Linked DNA regions of Bicyclus anynana: region 2 is linked to region 1. Evidence: chromatin contacts called from public Hi-C data. All regions are on one chromosome and are shown on one strand. The core of a region is the stretch at or near the end of the contact, and the rest is flanking DNA. Distances in the headings are between cores, read along the strand shown.

Evidence for each region. A called contact is a pair of places that touch in the nucleus more often than the background predicts.
Region 2: a contact with region 1 is called in a Hi-C map of whole body, with 2.9 times the contacts expected there. The contact joins the enhancer-like site here to the promoter of LOC112049870 in region 1. A contact is called at or near these places in 2 of 2 Hi-C or Micro-C datasets (whole body and whole larva).

The regions. Positions count from the first base shown.
Region 1 is chr10:3,536,632-3,539,967 of ilBicAnyn1.1, reverse strand. It overlaps LOC112049870 (AN1-type zinc finger protein 6), which reads right to left and starts at 1,855. Exons shown (of 7, transcript XM_024087914.2): 1 at 1,728-1,855; 2 at 325-448.
Region 2 is chr10:3,573,025-3,576,413 of ilBicAnyn1.1, reverse strand. All of the region lies in intron 5 of LOC112049870 (AN1-type zinc finger protein 6), which reads right to left. Among protein-coding and RNA genes, the nearest start is that of LOC112049854, 32 kb to the left of the region's middle. Within about 2 kb of position 1,958, at least 7 of the 8 cell types and tissues checked have open chromatin away from gene starts, as enhancers often do.

The DNA of each region.
Region 1 (3,336 bases), core at 606-3,105:
GGTGTGTATATCTAAAGGAATGACTGCAAGTCATTGGTCTGAGGTTAAGGCCTAATACACACAAATGCACTTTGTCACCTTAATACAAAGCTAAATGGATTTTCTTTAGAAGATTGACCTGCATGAAAATCCTTTTAATATATTATGAAATAAGTGAAAATAAGCATGAAAATTTGAGGTTTTTGCCTTTTTTTTTCTTTATTGCCCCTTAATTAGATTGGTATATTATTTGTATTGACCCTCCTTTATTTTATTACTTTCTTAGTTCCACAGTATTTCTTTATATATCACAAGCAGGAGCAGCTTATTTAGAAGGTAAAATACCTGAAGGCTAGATCCTGATTGTCATGGGCATGACAGAGTTGGGAACAGTTCTTACTGGGATGCCATGTGTGTCGACAGTGTGACCTCATTCTATATCATCTTTGTACTATTCCTGTCTGTATTCCTAGAACCACATATAATATTTTTAAAAAAAGTTTAGCAAATAAATCTCTGGTCAATGTCTTATATACATACTATATCTTATCTGTATAACAAATTTACTTTATGAGTTAATTCTAGAACAAATTATTAAATCCAATAAGCAATAAGTAGTGTTAAAGTCTTTAAAAAAATTAAGCATAAAAACTAAATGTAAATACCTCATCTATATAAAGAGAATTGGCCTATGGTAACATTTCCATAAATCATATGGGATTTTCAATTATAAAAAAATAGTTGAACGTTAAAAAAGTAAGAAGTATCAGTGATCCTACAAAATTGTTAATATTTTATATGTAATATATTTCAAAATTATAGCTCATGTAGGTATAATGTAGACATGGTGAATAAAATGGAAAATAGCAAACACTGCAAATCAGGTTCATTTAGAGTAGTCATTCGTATATCGAAATATAGGTAAGATATAAACACTTTCTATTTTATTCATATTGATATCCAAACCACATTATACATAAGCATTAAATAATTCAGTCGATGTATAATGTAGAGAGCAAATAAACTCAGAAGTTATAATTAAAAAATCTATTCATAACCTAAAAAAACCTGTTTGAACTGTCATTGACTCATTGTTTTGTTACAAACAATGAAAGCACAACATTTTTATAGGTCTTTTTCACTTGTTTAATCTCCCATGTAAAGAAACCCTAGGAATTAGGAAATTACTAAGAGAATACACGAAGTTGTTGACTCACGAGTTATCGAAGTAGGTAGGTTTTTATAACGTCACTTCACGACACATTAATGCACCAAAAAATTAACTACGCAAGTGAATTTCTAGAAACATGCTGGTAACTACGACTTAAACGTTATGGGCAACGCATTTAAGCTAATTTTCACGCATGTTTACAGTAGGAAATCAAACTAATATGCATAATATACGCCTTGGAGGTGGTATCATTAATGAAATGCGTGCAAGGTACACTCTAATGAAAGTGCGATGATGAGGATTAAAGTAATATCTATAGAGGCTATCTACGAGAAACATACGCGTGATGATTAAATATTAAATTATTTACAGTGTCTCGTATTGCTGGACTGAAGAAACAAAGAAAATATTGAAGAACTTCGATAATTGGCATTCACGAAGAAAATGGCGTCATATCACACTAGTCACGGAACAAGGTACAATTTCATCATATAGAAGCACATCACACAGTCACGTTCAAACACCATATTTAAGTTAAATGCAGTACAATATTAATTCTCTTTTGTAAATTACTCACTTTGAATATGAATTCCAAAGAAAATCATCCAAAAACTCAAAGGACTGATGACAAGGCACTCCACTCACCGTTTGCAAAACCCAGACTAATCACGTGACCAGATAAGTGTTGCCATTTGCCGTTTTAAACTTAAAGCTTAGAATACATGGAATCCTGAAACCTAAACGCAAAACTACCCCCGAAGTCGTTATCTTTTCAGTAAAATATTAAAGTGTTGGAGGTAAAACGACGACGCTATTGTGTCCTTTTCTCTCACGCATACGACAGCAGGTTTACTCGTAAGTTACAACTTCTGTAATGCGTCCCAAAACGCAACCATTTCTTTTTTTAAACTCCGTGAAACCTGCCACTCTCCAAGTGTTTTCATCTCGACTCAGAGCCTCGATTTTAACTTATCCAAAAATAAACATAAAGGTTAAGTTAAAATGGTAAAGAAATAAGAATAAAGTTAAGAATGCTTTTAAAAACTCTTTGAAAGTACTAAAGCCATTCTCAAGTTCTTGTACTCTCCGACCTCGTAGTGCTTTTGATAGTAACTAATTAAAAAAATTATAATAAAAAATAAGTGTAATAAATTATAATAAAAATAATAAAAAAAATCTGCCTATCAAAACCTTATAACAGCATAAGCATTCTTGCTCAGATTAATTACATAAGGACTACTACCTTTTTGAGGGACTGAGGTAAACTCACACATCGAAAATAGTTAACACCAATAAATATATTTTTCACTACTCTTGCTCAAAAACACTGTCATATTACCACTCCACAGCGGGGCTAAACAAGTATATTAGCCTCTAGGGGCTAAAGTAATTTTGTTTTTTAATTCTTGTCTGTTACGAGTACTAGCTAAGTACTAGCCTACTATAAAACGGAGGAGGTTTTATTCGAAAATAGAATCATTACAGGTAAGGCACTGATTGTTTTGAAAAATAAATAAAAAACTTTAAATTGGAATGAAATGCAGCGTTCTTGTCTGTGGAATGCGTTTATTTTTTTATTGATTTGCGAATAGAACGAGATTTGAAGACATGGGACATCCTTAACGGTGTAAACCTTTGCCTCTTTCTCATGTGAAAAAAATTAAATTAAAAAACAATTGGCGTGATACACACTTGATTTTTTTCAGAAATTCATTGTCAATTTGTGACCGTAACTTACATATTTTTCAACAATAATTGTTATTATTGTCTTCATCTAGTGAGAATGGTGATCCTAATTTGGAGATGGATAAAATTTTCAATTTGTTACCATCAAAGTCGAGACGCATTTACTTAAATAGGTACTTACCTAAGAAAAGTTTTATAAGTGGAGAAAACAACAACGAATGGATTCGCTTATGAAAGGAGTTTTTTTAAACTATTATCTACCACGTTTATCTTACATACCTACTTATTATTCATCTTCACAGTAGTCGGAAATTATGTTACTGGGTAAAAGAAACTCCCTTAATATCCAAAATTGTAGACTTTGTACATTTAATTTTCAATTAAAATAAATCATTGAATATTGTACTAAACTATTTTATTTTCTCGCAATCGTAGTGAAAAGCAGAGTGTAACACGTGGGGCTAAACCCATTATAAACTCGGTTTCTATTTAGGCGGCTC
Region 2 (3,389 bases), core at 709-3,208, 36 kb before region 1:
ACACCCAAGGTCACAAGTCCTGGGACCTGCCGGCAAAATGATTGTACAATCACTGTCGTTGCTACCTATCACATCATACATCTGCTGCTGAAGATAACCTTTCGAAAATCGAATCGAAACCGTAATGTGAACATCTCTCCAAGTTGCTACGATTTCTGAGAATACTGTGAAACGTAAAGATTTTTTTCGTCAGGTCTAAATAACGTTGTCGCTTGGATTTGAAATTTCTTCATGCAGAATAGCATAACATCCGCATAGTAACGCGTATGAAGAAAGTGAGTTCAATATCAACAATACTATAAAATATACAGTACAATTCTATACTAATACTAATATTTTATAAGGCAGAATAGTTCGTTTGTTTAGTTGTTTAAGCGCGCTTATCTCTGGATCTACCAGTTGGATTTTACTTTTTAGCACTTGAATAAATTATATAGGAAAATTTTTATGAAAGTATGTTTTTGTAAATACCAAGAATAAGGGGGCTAACAAAGTCGTCAACGTCTCCTACAAGTACTTATAAACACATTGTGAAATCTAAAGTGACCGACCCGTTTTAGACTTTTTTTGCTACCCTCTGCCTCCAAGCTCTTCGGTTTAGAGAAAGTGTTGCTAGCATCTCTGGAATTGGCTTGTGGCTCTTCCTGGATAATCGTGTTGTTTTCCTCGTTAATTCCGACTGATTTCTTCAATTTCAACTCAGAAGGGCGGTCCTGGGCGGATAGTTTCTTCGATGTCTTCTCAACTATTGTGAGCTTGGGCTCGGATTGCTCGTGGATACCTTCCAGCAGCGGTGTGGTATCGTTTATCTGAACTGACTGAAGATTATTTTCCACACTCTTCGACCTCGATACACCGGCACTCTGGTCGAGCGAGGAGTTCTGACTGTTGCTGTTAGATTTACTGTTCCGACGCCTGAGGGCCCTCTTCCACAATCGCTTCCCTTTAGACTCTTTTTTGTTGGGGTCATTTTCCATTATTGATTTATTTCTAACTTGTTATATAATTAAACATTTCGACAGTTATTCGGTAAGTGAATGACAAGTGCTTGTTTAAAAAAATGAAAATATATTTTGCGACATTTTTTGTATACTGCAAACGTATTATAATATTAAAAGTTACATCTTGTACAACACAATATTAAAAAAATAAATAAATAATTCACCGATTTAAACAATTCTAAAAATATAACTTTTGTGATTTTCGTGGCACACGGATTGTCTGTTTGACGTTTGTTTCTTTTTTTTTTTAATAAGAAAAAAATATACAGTTACGTCGTGCCAGTATCGTTATCGGATAATAATCGCTTCCTCTATGCAGTAACTCTTCCGTATGAAAAATATCCGAGTAGGTGGATATCTACGTCACGTTTATTAAGTTAACTCGCAAACGCCAGCGACTACGTCCGGATAAAATCCGGTTATATTTTATTTTTCATGCCGTGTTATTTTGAGAATTCTGGAAACACAAAACATTTTTATAGTAGTAGTTTTCTTTTAAAGTGAAGAACTTTAAATATAAAACTTTCATTCCTTCTTCTGAGAGGAGACCACGAGTCGGAGAGAGATTCTGAGAGGAGGCCCGTGCTCAGCAGTGAGCCAAATATGAGTTGATAATGATGATGAGCCCTTCTTCATGATCTTTAAAAGGATTTTCTTGAAACCAGCTAACATACCTATAAAAACATCTATCCGACGCCCGGCGGATTCACCCGCGTAAATTTCGTTCTCGTGAGAATATGGGGATAAAATATAGCCTAGGACACTCAAAACTAACACGGCTTTCTAGTGGTAACACAGAATTCCAAATCGTAATTATGCATAAACGAAAACGAATACGAAAATGAAGGCGGCCAGCCTTAGGCGTCTCGCCTCAGTTTTGACGCGGTAGTGACCTATCTATAGTATAAAATCTTTGGATTACACATATCCACACGTTTCAATAGCCAGAGTACGGTGACACGTATATGTCCGTAGCATTCAAACGCCCTTACACCAATACGTGCCCTTCCGCATTTCACGCACACAAGCGTAACGAAGAAACGAGTCGGTTCGTCCGACAGATCCGCCGTAAATGGCTTTAATTGATACCCATTGAAAGAATCAAGTGCATGCTGTTATTTCTTAATTCGTGTTCCGTACTATGATCACATGTTTCCTGATGCCATAAAAGCAATTAGTGAGCTTTCATATATTATTAAGCGGAATTGATTGTTTGGTTGAAAGCGCTAATCTGAGGAACTGTTCGAATTGAAACATTGTTTCGGTTTTGGATAGCAAATTTAATTATGGGAACAATACCTACTCTATCAAATTCATTGCAACTCGCAAAATAGGTTGCTTCCATTCCAAACGTCTAAAGAATCATCATCATCATTATATCAGCCGATAGATGTCGATAGACGTTTTGTAGGGACTTCCAAACATCACGATCCTGAGCCTCCTGCATCCACCAAATCCCTGTGACTCGCTTGATGTCGTCAGACCACCTGGTGGGGGGTCGATGTAATCTATACTAATATTATTAAGAAGTAAAGTTTGTAGGTGTAAACTCTAGGGTCTCCTCAACCAATTTTGAAAATCTTTTACCTTTATAAAGCCAAGTTATTGGTGAATGCCATAGGCTATATTTGATCCCCGTTTTCGCACAGTAACGGGAAATACACAAACGAAACCGCGAGGCGACTGCTACATTGTATTAACTACTACCAGAACCTCCTAGTTTCACACGCGTAGTTCCCATTCCCGTGGAAATACGAGGACAAAATATAGCCCGTTACTCCCGGATAATGTAGCTTTCTATTGGTGAAAGAATTTTTCAAATTGTTCCAATAGTTTTAAAATATATTCAATGCAAACAAACAATCAAATATGTCATCTTTTTAATATTAGTATAGTTAATACAAGGTAATACCACCCGAGCAAAAACACAAGCGGATCGGCCTGTCATAAATACATTGCAGAAAATTGCGTATGACAGACAGATATCGAACTCTTCCGTTATATAAATTACATGAACGGACTATAAATAAATCGTACTGTAGCCGACATCTCTTTGTGATGTGCCGTACCGTGAATAGTACGGAGTAGGTACGTATGGGCACGGCACTACTAATTAATAGACGTTGAATACATTGCACACAGAATATTCAACTTGTGACAAGGTCACATGTTATGTAAGTATTAAAGGCGATGCATTTGGCTCTCTCGTCAAACGTGGACCTTGCGATTTAGATATATGTATGCTAATTTATCGATGTAACGTGACGTCATCACATGTATCCACTGCGCTTGTGTGGGGTCTGGTGTCTATGAAGAGCAAATGTGACGTCACATTACGCTCATTCTTAGACTACATTTGTAAGCCCCCATTCGCAAGAGCGTTTTTTT